Linked DNA regions of Mus musculus: region 2 is linked to region 1. The links are chromatin contacts, called in public Hi-C maps. All regions are on one chromosome and are shown on one strand. The core of a region is the stretch at or near the end of the contact, and the rest is flanking DNA. Distances in the headings are between cores, read along the strand shown.

What was found. A called contact is a pair of places that touch in the nucleus more often than the background predicts.
Region 2: a Hi-C map of the N1E-115 cell line shows a contact between it and region 1, with 4 times the contacts expected there. The contact joins two enhancer-like sites. A contact is called at or near these places in 1 of 484 Hi-C or Micro-C datasets (the N1E-115 cell line) and 5 of 115 datasets of contacts at active chromatin or transcription factors (bone marrow-derived macrophages, embryonic forebrain, embryonic stem cells and 2 more).

The regions. Positions count from the first base shown.
Region 1 is chr3:51,581,175-51,586,940 of GRCm38.p6, forward strand. No RefSeq gene overlaps it. Among named protein-coding and RNA genes, the nearest start is that of Setd7, 23 kb to the left of the region's middle. Within about 2 kb of position 2,592, at least 31 of the 459 cell types and tissues checked have an H3K27ac peak or open chromatin away from gene starts, as enhancers often do. A contact at or near this core is called in the N1E-115 cell line, where this site is marked.
Region 2 is chr3:52,042,273-52,048,038 of GRCm38.p6, forward strand. All of the region lies in intron 1 of Maml3 (mastermind like transcriptional coactivator 3), which reads right to left. Among named protein-coding and RNA genes, the nearest start is that of Maml3, 60 kb to the right of the region's middle. Within about 2 kb of position 2,614, at least 81 of the 459 cell types and tissues checked have an H3K27ac peak or open chromatin away from gene starts, as enhancers often do. A contact at or near this core is called in the N1E-115 cell line, where this site is marked.

The sequences.
Region 1 (5,766 bases), core at 1,342-3,841:
CCATGTAAGCTGAGCATGGCTGTCTTCCTCTACTGCTCTGACATAGGATCTCTCACTGGACCTGTAGCTCACCAGTGGGCTAAACTGGCTGGCCTTAGAGCCCTTGAACCCTCCTGACTCTGCCTTCCAGCCATGGGGAGAGCACTTACAACTCTAATTTTATACGTGGGGATAAACTCAAGTCCTGGTGCTTGTTGTGGCAAGCTCTCTTTACACACTGAGCCATCTCTCCAGCCCACAAATGATTCCTTTTGTAAGAATTGTACTTTGTGGGTAATAGCACAGACTGCTCTTCCAAAGGTCCTGAGTTCAAATCCCAGCAACCACATGGTGGCTCACAACCACCCGTAATGAGATCTGATGCCCTCTTCTGGTGTGTCAGAAGACAGCTACAGTGTATTTATGTATAATGATAAATAAATCTTTGGGACTGAACAAGTGGAGTTGACCAGAGTGAGTGGGGCCAACTGGAGCAAGCAGAGGTCCTAAAAATTCAATTCCCAGCAACCACATGAGGGCTCACAACCATCTGTACAGCTACAGTGTACTCACATACATAAAATAAATAAATCTTTTTTAAAAAATGACGCTTTCTTATATGTGTACACGCCACTGCATTTTCGCAATCTCAGCTTAGAGTATTGTCCTTTTTTTTTCTTGATTAGGCTAGCAGATATGTATATATGTACACACACACACACACACACACACACACACACATATTCACCATTGCTGTTCTTTTGCTTTGTTTGGTTTCCAGGGATCCATCCCTTCCCTCCTACACCTCACCCCCTCTTCCCTTCCTTTCTTCTGCCTCACTGAGTAACACTGGCCGGGAACTCACTCTGTAGACCAGGCTGGCCTTGAAGTCAGAGATCCTTCTGCCTCTGCCTCCCAGATGCTGCGATGGATGGCGTGTGCCACCACTGTCCAGCTTAGATTATTTAAGATATCCAAAAACATTGTAAATGCCATGCAACAGTTATTCTACTGTAATGTTTAGAGAATGGTGGTGACGAATCAGGATACGGTCAGCACCACGGCATCCCCCAAATCTTGTCAATTATAGTTGGATGCACAGATGCAGAACACACGGGTATAGGTATGACTGACTAGAGTGTTAGTTCTGCCTTTCTGTTTTCCTTAGACTTTAAAACTTTTTTTGAGTTGAATAATTTTCTTCAGGTTCATTCTTCTTAAATAATTTTTAAGTTAGTATTATTTATTTACTTGTTCCTGTGTTTGTTGATTTGTGTTGTTCCGTGGGGCACACGTGGAGGTCAGAGAACAGTTATGGGAACCTTATAGGAGTCAGTTCTTTCTTTTTAACTGTGTGACTCCTGGGAACTGAACTGAAAGGTTGGCAGGGTGGGCCTTTACCTGAGCCGTCTTGGCAGCCCAACAAATGATTTTGAGAGTTTGGGTTTTCCTTTTAAGACAGACAGACAGACAGACAGATACAATCTCTGATTATATTTCACAGGTTTTAATAAGTAGGATTTTCCTTATTATTTGCTAAATGATCTGGCCTTTTGTCTTTATTCATGGAAATGGAGGATTTTTAGACACAAATGATCCATCATCTTTAAGCCTTGCTGTTGGGTGATGCTGGCCTGGATGCTACTTCTTTTTCTCGAGGCTTCTGCAGATTAAAACCAATAAAGCCTTTTAACAGAATTCCTGTGTCGTGTGTGCTCAATAAGGCTAAATTGCCCTTCTCTGCAGTTTGGGAGGAAATGGAATTGGAAGATGGAACTCCGAGTCCTAACTCTGCCACTTTTTATTGGTAACCAAATAAATAACGCGATTTGAGCCTGGCTTCGTGTACAGCTGTAAGGCTGCTCTGTGTTCTCTTCTGTGCAATTTAGGGCTGCGAGGAACTTGGAATTAGTTTCAATTAGGCTGGCTTAATGATTTCTAGGCCCACTTGTTAGTTGAGTCAGCTTGGCCTTGGGACCTGGAGATGCTGAGTACAGCTCTTGCCGCAGTCAAGCTGATGCCGTGGCTTCCTTGTATCTTCCTGCTCCACACAGAGGAGAAAAACATCCAGACGACCCTGGGCGCTCATTTCCTCCATCTTCTTAGGATAGGCCCTAGGGTTGGCTGGAAGAGATGGTAGCCTGGTGTCAGAGCAGGCTCTGTGGAGACTCTTCCAGGAGGGGCAAAGCTCTCCTGTCACAAAGGTCTCTCCTGCTCAGTTTTCTGGTTGATTTGGCATTTCCTGTCCACAGACTTGGAGATTGTCTTGGCTGTCTCTCTGGTGTGGCTGCCTTTCTGTGACAGGGACCTTACAGCTGCCATAACATGGCTACTTCTTTGCCTGTAGGTTTTCAACACCTGTCCTGCTTGTACAGCCCATATGATTTGATGGCCACAGAGACATACTTTACACCTATGGTGTCTTATAATCCCATAACAGATGATACTATGGAAACGGTGGAAACACCCGGTGCTCAGAAAACACCAGAAATTCCCCCTGAAAGAAGCAGAGAAATAAGTAGAACTCCAACTGCTTTGGTTTGACCCAGGATTTCAACTCCAGGGAGCCATTCCCATCCTAGACTTCGCGGTTTTCCTGTAGGTGGCGCTAAAGGGTCTGATTCCACCAGAGTCTGTTTCTTATGACAAGATTACAGCAGAGGAAAGTGTATGGAACACCATTTCTTCTTTGTCCGCTAGCCCCACGAGGGTGAGCGGCAGCCCCGAGGTAACATGGCGATGCCACAGGAGAAAATTAACATACGGTGATGAAAATATACTTCTTTGAGGAGTGATTTAATTCTAGACAGATTCTGCTTACACAGTCTCAGAAGAGGCAGGAACAAGTGTACAGCCAGCAGCAAGGCCGTCCCTCGAGGTCCCAGTGTGGAGATGAGGTAACCCATGGCTTCTCCACCCCTCACTGCTCCTTTGATAGTTATTTCCTTGATTTCATAGGGTAATTGTGGGCCCTGCAATATCTGAATGTTCCTCAGCTTCCTGTTGACTGTAGGAAATAATTTGTTGGTGTCTGGCTGTCGGAAGTCCCCTGCGAGGCACATCTGGTTTTCAAAGGATCGACAGTGTGCGAGACCTCCCACTCTTCCTCACAGCAGTCTTACCCCCCACCCCCCTTAGTGCCTGCCATTCAGAATGTAAGCCATCAACTCCCTGTTCTTGCCACCGTGTCTGCATCTTGATGCCATGGTTCCCTGCCTTGGCAGACTCTTATGTTTTTCTTCTGTGAGTTGTCTGTTTGTGGTGGGGTGTCATAGCAATGGAAAAGAGACCGACATGCTCCACACGCTGTCTTCTGAGACCCGCTGGAGCACACGTTAACACATTCCCATCTTCTCTTCCTAGCTCAGCAAAAGAGGGATTCTCTGGAGTCCAGGTCACTCCCCAACGAACATTCTCCTTGGACTCAACTTTCGTTTGACTTATATGCTTGCCTTAGGGCAGCCAGAGTGATAATGGATGTCTGTGTGTACACTTTCCCAGGGGATGCAGGGGATGGTGATGCAGGGCGAATGGAGCTCTTGTAACTATGTGTCAGTTAGCTTCCATTGTAACAAGAACATAATTTAAGGGAGGAAGGGCTGGATCCACGGTTTCTTGGCTCTGTTGCTTCTTGGCCCCCACATAATCAGGCAGCATAGCATGAGCATGTGGCAGAACAAAGTGGGTTAGCTCTCAGATAGCAGTGTGCACTGGTGAGAGTGTCCTAAGGGAAAGGCATTCCTCCACAGATCAGCCTTCTCCATCCAGGCCCCACCTCCCAGGAGTCCACTCATCTAAGGTCTGTCAGTAAACTAATCCACTGTAGAAGTTACTGCTTTCCTGGTGTTTGCAAGCTCCGCTCAGAACTCACTGGCTGGCAGCTGGCAACTGAAGGCTGCTCGGGTCATAGCATGTGCAGCTGTGCCCTTCTCTCCATCTTAGCATGGATCCTGGGTACAGGGCCCAGGCTAATAGACTTTAAGCTGGACCTTGCTGCTGCGTATGATGGAGACACAGCAACCAAATGGCCCGCTCTTCTCCTATATCCTCCAGATCATACATTCCTTCTTCCAAATGCAAAACCTCCCCTCGTGCCTCTGGCAGCCAGCAATCAGAGACAGCCAAACTGCGAGTATCACAAATTATTTATCAATGAAGTGGCATGGTGTTGCCTGTGCCCTGGACTACTTGATGCTCCACCTTACCTGCCCTTGGGAGTTGGAGGTGAGGTGGTGCAGACTCCCATAGCAGGTGAGAGATGCCACAGAAAGCTCATCTGCTGCAAGCTCCCTTTCATACCCTCCACCAGCAGCACCCCACTGGTCCCCAGAAAGCATCTCTTTTAAACTGCAGTTCCCGATTGGCTGGCATTGTCTGTGTCAGCAATCCTTGGTCTCTCAGGCAGTCCTCAATCAGGTCCTCTTGTAGGAGATGTGGCTGCGAGGCCTCTGGCTTTTATGCCACTCTTCCTCCTACATCATGGAACCTAGCCTTCCCTGGGAATCTGTAAGGAGTCCCTTTCCCTAACACTGCCACATGGAATCCTGTCATGTTTTCTCTGTGGCATTAATATCTCTTCTAGTAAATCTTTGCCTAAATAGCAATCTGGCTCAGTGTTCCTTGTGAGTCCTGATTCCCAAACATCCAGCCTCAAGCATTGAATCCGTGAGCCTTTTAAAACATTTTATACCCAAACCACAACACACTGCAAAGCTGTACACCTCGGGCTCCTGAGTTGGAAGGGGTGATAGGAACTGAGAAGAAGTTGATAGAGGACAAGAAAGATAGAGTGAAGATAGAGTGACCTCATGGCAGAGAAGTAATATGGTTCCAGGATTTCCCAAGCTGCTTTCTTTAAAAATTTTTTTATTACATTTTATTATTTTGATGGTGGTGGTGGTGGTGGTGATGTGTGTGAAGAGGTCAAAGGACACCTTGCAGGGATTGGTTCCCTTCTTCTACTGTGTGTGTACACCAGAGATGGAACTCAGGCCCACAGACCTGCTATCAGGTGCTTCAAACCACTTCGCCATCTTACCTGCCCTTCCTAGATTTCTAAAAACTATACTTCACAGTTTGAAATCTAGGATCTGTGACTTTCAGTGATTCCTTGGTACAACTCAAACAAGGGGAGAGCGTTGATCTCATCAGACTGCCCCAGCTATGAAAGGAGTTTTGTGTCCGCTGTACAAATGCCATTTAAATCTATTCATTTCCTGCTCTGTTCATTCCTGAGTCATTCATTTGAGCCTTCTAATATAACCTGGCTCCCCAAGAGGCTGCCCCTAAGCGCTGCTCCTCTTAACAGAACTCCAGGAATTCCAAAGATAGTTCAATTTGGCATTTTTGGGGGGATGTTCCCCAAGGAAATATTAAATCAGGTTTATCTCTCACAGCAAAATAATAAATGTTTTCTAGTGTATAAATTAGTCTCCTGACAATTCGGCTATAAATACACACAGTAGAGCTTGAACTAAGAAAATTGAGCTTATTTTTAACAGCAGGTCAAATAGTTCTTCCTCAGAACATTTATCTTTAACTTTTCAAAAGCAATTTTATGGCATTCATTCATTCATTCATTCATTCATTTAGTGCCTAGTATGTATAATGGCTTCTTGTAGGTACATCATTGAGCAGATCAACAAAACTCCTGTGGGTTTTTTTTTTTTTTTTTTTTTTTTTGCTTTTGTGAAGATAGTATCTTGGAACATTATGTGTGTATTTATTTGTTTGGGTGATTACAAATACATTTTTTTTTACATTTACATGTGTGTGTGTGTATGTAAG
Region 2 (5,766 bases), core at 1,364-3,863, 460 kb after region 1:
ATTCCAGGGAAGATGTGCGCCCACCGAGAAGGAATGTGTTAGCAGATGAGCATAATCCACACACCTCCCAAAAGAAACTAATTCTTCTCAAGTGTTATCACAAGTAAGCCTCAGTTTGCCCAGTAACAATTATAAAATGAGTGAAGCCCCTCAGCGACAAGCAACAACATGCCCTTAATCCCAGCGTGATCTAGCAGGTGTGGCTGGGGACTCTTAGCACAGGGAATTCCCGGCTCAGCCCACGTTCTTAATTAGCTCCACAACCTTGGGCAAGTCACTTCACCTTCCACCCTCGGTCCCCTCACCCTGGTAATAAGAATCTTTGACTCTGTCCTTTTTTTTTTTTAAGATTTTTATCCACTTCTAAGATTTGACTTATGAGTATTAGTGTTAAGCATTTGCCAACACACAGGACAGTCTGTAAGAAACTCAAATGCATTGTGCTAAGTGAATAATCCAGATAACTGGTGTGTGTTTATATTCGCAAGACAAATGATGGGGGCGGGGGGAGGGCACATTGGGATTCCTAGAGATTTGAGGGATGGAACTGTATGCTGCAGTGGGGTTATCTGAATAGTCCTACTAAGTGCTGGGAAAAATTATCTGAATAGTCCTACTAAGTGCTGGGAAAAACCAACTATTTAGTTCTCAAAATAAGCCTACACCAGGAAATACTGTTATCCTGTTTGGCAGCTGAGGCAATCCAACGACTAGCAGGTGGCAGTGACAGAATTTAAACCTAGACAGCCTAGTCCTTTACTACAAAGCTAAGCCACTGTACTGAAACATTTTAAAAGTCCTGTGCATGCGTGTGAACAGGTGTACACGTGCGTGTATGTTTGTGTTGTACATGTATCAAAGGAGAACCTCCAATACTATCCCTCAGACACCATCTGTCTGTTTTTTGAAGACTGGGTCTTCATTTTTCTGGAACTCAAAGAAAAGATCTGCTTCCCCAGCTCAGGGACCCCCAGCCTTTGCCACCATTTACGTCTTCCACAAGGGTTCTACGGATCAAACTGGGGATTGCATGTACATCCAGCAAGCTCTTTTCTGACTGAGCCATCCCCACAGCCTTGGACACGCCTTTCTTTAAATAATGTATTCATCTTCTTGGAGAGGCCATGGTGACTGCTACATAAGCCATGAAATCTCACTTAGCCTTCCTTCAGAGGATAGACTGAAACCCTTCTAACAGTGACAAGCCAGCTTCCCTACCATGACCTGGTGACATCCTGGAGAAGTCTACACTAGGTACCCTCCAAGAAGACTGTCTGCCTGCCAGGCACAGCTCCTAACCAGACTACTCTCTCTACTCCAGACAGGCTGGCTGGGAACTAAAGAGTTGTCTAAATGCCTTCCAGCATCTGACAGTTTAAGATGTGAACTTCCATTAGTTAGATACCAGATTCTCCTCCAGTTAACGCTGGTGTTTTCCTGGTGTTTTCTACCTCTGGTAGTGGAAGCATGGCCTGAAGCAAACCAGTTCCTATTCTGGAAATGGCCGGCTCTCTCCTAAAGTAAGACAAACTAATTCATAGCTATAACCCAGAGGGAATACTTAGTAAAAGGGGAGCGAGACCATGCTGTGCTGTGTGGGCTGAAGGAAACACACAACAAAAACAGCAAGCCTACCAGACAGAGGTTTTTAAAAAAGTGTTGGGCCCTGCAGAGTTCTAATGCAGTAGACAGCAAGTACCTAGAGGGAAAGGGCTCTCAGTGCCTCGTGTAGTCTGCTTATCTCAAGTCTAAACCAATCATCTTGATGGTTGGTTATGGCCAGGATAGGGTTTAGTGGCCTTTCTGAGAAGAGCAGGAAGGCCTAGCCCAGCTCATTCTAGACTGGATTCCTCTCCCTACAAGGACCCCGCCTTTCTCTGCAGTAAGGGTTTCTACTGAGTAAGCAAGAGAGAATTCATAGTTTTATTGATTTCTCTCACTCTGACTGGAAAGGGCTACAAGCCGCAGGGAGGTGTCGCCTCTGCTGCTTATTGCTATATCTGACCGGGAAACTCAGTTTTGGAATAGAAACTTAATAGAAAAGAAGAAAAAGGAAAAAAAAAAATCAGAGGGTTAATTGCCTGCCTGGTGGGAAAGATGGCAGGTCTGGCTGAGTCGAGGTCCTTTGTGGTCACCAAACCCTTATGACTGACAGTTATCACAGTCACCTCCTACTGCAAAGCAACTTTTACAGCTTTTATATCTCCAAATGAAACCAAAGATCTGATCTGCCTACCAGAGTCAAGGACACAAATCTCTCAAACTCTCCTGGGGGCAAGAGGGGAATGGAGCCTGGAGCTGGGAGGAGAGACTAGGCAAACTTGCCTTTCTCCACCCACTCACTCTCATCCCTAAAGTAGAATAAAATAAGCTGGGAGGCCGGGTAAGGCCTGTTAACCCAGAAGCCTGCCTCCAATTAATGTGATATTGCTCCTTTAAAACCCTGTACGAGAACGGCCCGGCTGCTGCTGATCCCAAGGCTGCGGCACGGTAATTGTCACTTAGCCACTTAACTCCCCGCAGCCCGGCTCACACGCTCCTTGAGGTTTATCTCTCAGCCAATTACTGCTGTCATTTGCGTTTCAATGTGTGGAATCAGAGGCCAGGCCCAGGAATACAGCACAAGAGAAACCCCCTTGGGGGACAGGAGCCTACTAAGACCTAGTGGCTGATGGGGTGAGACACAAACAACCCACCAGGGTGGGAGTGGCCGAGGGGCTTCCTCGAAGGGGAGGCCCACTCCGGCTGGGCTGTGGTCCTTTTCGGGCCTCTTCACTGGGGCAACCGAGAAGACGAAACATCTCGCTTAAAACATCGCGTCGGTTCCAAATAATGATGGCGATAATTAAAAAGCAACAGAAATTTAGCTGTGGAGCGATTGTGGACAGGAGGCAAGGTAATGTACAGAAGCCGGTCACAATGAACGATTACTAAGTCAGGACAAGCAAGAGAGACAGAAGCCAAAGCAGAGAACCCTCATTTTAGGCCACACTGCTCTTTCAAGCAACGAGGGGGGGGGGGTGGAGTCAGGTAGTGGCGGGATGGGGGTTGGGGGAGGGGCACTTAACCCTTTGCTAGTTCCGCCCTAAAATCCCTGGGAACTTGGGAGCCTCCTCAGCTAGCCCTGAGTGGGCACACCAGAGCTTGCTTTTGTGGTCTCTTGGATTTTAGGTCGGTAGCAAGTCTCTGCCTTTTAAAAGAAGACATGTAGGCTTGGCACAGTGCCACCTCGATCCCCTCACTAGGCTGACTGAGGCTGGAGGATCCTGAGTTACAGGCCAGTCTGGGATACATAAGAAGGAGGTCTCAAAGCGTGCCCTGTCCTCCCCCCAAAACATTCCTTAAAGGCACAGCCAGGTATGAGATGAACCAGAAAAGAAAACAACAACAACAACCACCATTTATGAATCCTCCTGTGGAGAGTCAGGTTTGGCAAAGATGCCCTCCCTTGAAGGGTGAATGGAAGTGGATCTCAGCCTCTTAGGGTTTGGTTTTCTCTGCCTCCCACACAAAGGCAACATTTCCTGCACTGTATTATAGTTTTTATTCCTAAAGTTTTAAGCCATTCCTGTCTACCCAGGCAACTTTATAGCTGAAGTGAATTAACTTAGCTGGGGGTGGGGGGGGGGTCTTCATTTGGAAGTGGATCTACCTGAGGAATACACACATACACACACACACACACACACACACACACCCTGACCACACAAGGTAGAGAAAGAAAAGAAGCAGAGAAGAAAGCTGTGGGAAGGCAGCTCCCGCAGGACACCGTAGGACTACTGTGACGACGGACCAGCCGGAGGGGTAGGGAGCCAACTTCAGTCTGTGAGCCAGGAGGCTATAAGAAGCACGCTCCCTCTGACATTCCATCCTCCACAACTCCAGCAACCACAGGAGGAGGGCCTAAGCCGGAAGAGACCTGTTCTAGCTGGATCTATCTCCGCCTGTCTCTAGGTTGAAAATAAAACTCTGAACTTCTCTGCCAATGAGCTCTGCCAGGCCCGATGACGTCCCGGCACGTCAGTTCTATTTGCAGGCAAGGTCCCTGTGCACCAGGTGAGGAGGAGTCTGGGCAGAGGACTCTGGGATGGTGGGCCTGACTTCCCACTGTGCACAGCCGAGATCTGAAAAGAGCTGCCGGGGTGCTAGTAATTGCACACGTCAGCGAGAGCTGTGCAAAGGAGAGTGGGCTCAGAGAGAGCTAATTGCTATCCTCGGGCTATGTGCTCCTTGTTGAATACCAGAGCGGGAAATCTGATCTGTGCAAAGCAAAGGAAAATCACCAGTAAAATAAAACAAGGAGGCAGCCTGCCCACGCTGGCCACAGACTCCCATTTGTCCTTCCCTCATCTACCGTCATCCTTATTATTAAGAAAATCTATAAATCTGGAACTCTTAGATTTCTTTCTCTTTTCTGTCACTGGGGACAACTGAGCACAGAGACTGGCTCCTCAGATAATGGTGGCCCCAAATGAAGCTCCTAAGGATCCCGAGAGTCTAACTTTCTCCTCCTTTTCATGTCTGTTTGCAAGGATTTATAATCATCGTCATCACCATCATTATCGTCTAAGCAGAACCACCATTTGAACCTCTCCTTCCTTGCTTTCTCCCACTTCCTCGGTCAGTGTCTTAGCTCATTAATTCCTGGCTCTCTGGATCCTGAAGTGTGCGATAAGCTGCTCTTTTTCTTTTGTCTCAAGGCCAAAAAGACTTTCTGGAGAGGCAAGCTCCACAAGTCCGGCCCTCCCGGCCGTGAGTGACAGCTTAGAGGAGCTTTGGCAGCCTGCCACCGATAGCCAAGAACACAGAGCCGTCCAATCAGCAGCATGAATCCCTTCCTACTGCGACACGGGGGCAGCCTTTCTTCAGCTTGGCTGCTGACACCCAAGGATCTCAGAGTTGCCTCCGCCTGTGATCCTGCCTCTTCCTCAAAGGACCTCACAGTGTACGGACCTTGGGTTCATCCTTCTGCGGTGGTTCCGTCAGATTCAGTTTAATCATGGGAAGAGCTTTAGCTCCTCCCACTTCACACTCCACGCATTTCCTGCTCCCCCTGTCTTGACAGAGCAAAAATCAATGACTCTGCCACTGTGGGTTATCCAGGGTGATAGCAAGAGCCTGTCTTGGATCTCAGTGCCTCCCCACAGACCTGCACACCCCAAACTGGAAACCATGAGTTCTTTCTAAAGAGACCTTTCTAAAGAGACTGATGGTCCACCAATCCTTCAGGCTGGGCTCCTATTCCCTCCTCATCTCCCATCTCTAAAAGCAAAAGCTTTTTGCATTTTATTTCACTCACATTTCTCAAATCCAGCTCCCAGCACCCTGAGATGAGGGCACAGCCCCTTAGCTCAGCCCCGAGCCCTCCTCTGTGTCTCTTGCCCAACACCAGGAGAGAGCTAACACTAATGCCCCACTTGTTCCAAGGCCTTCCGCGTGGCATCTGAAAGCTGTTCCCTTCCAGTATCGCCAAGCTTAGTCCTGCCTGCATCAATCTCCTGCTGCACTAGGGATCTCCCATGCCCTGCTCAGTCTCCGTTATTCCTCGTACCACTTCACCCAGCTAAACCCACGGCTTTGCTCAAGAGCTCCCCAACTGCATGCTGGGCTCGGTGATGCTCTTCCTGGCTCCTGGAACTCTAAGACACATCTCTGTCATTGCACGGAGCTCCTCCGGATTGTGTCCACTCTCACAGTCTAGCCTCAGAACCTAGTGACACACCGTGGACACCTGTTACACACAGGAGACTCTCAGCATTTGGGATA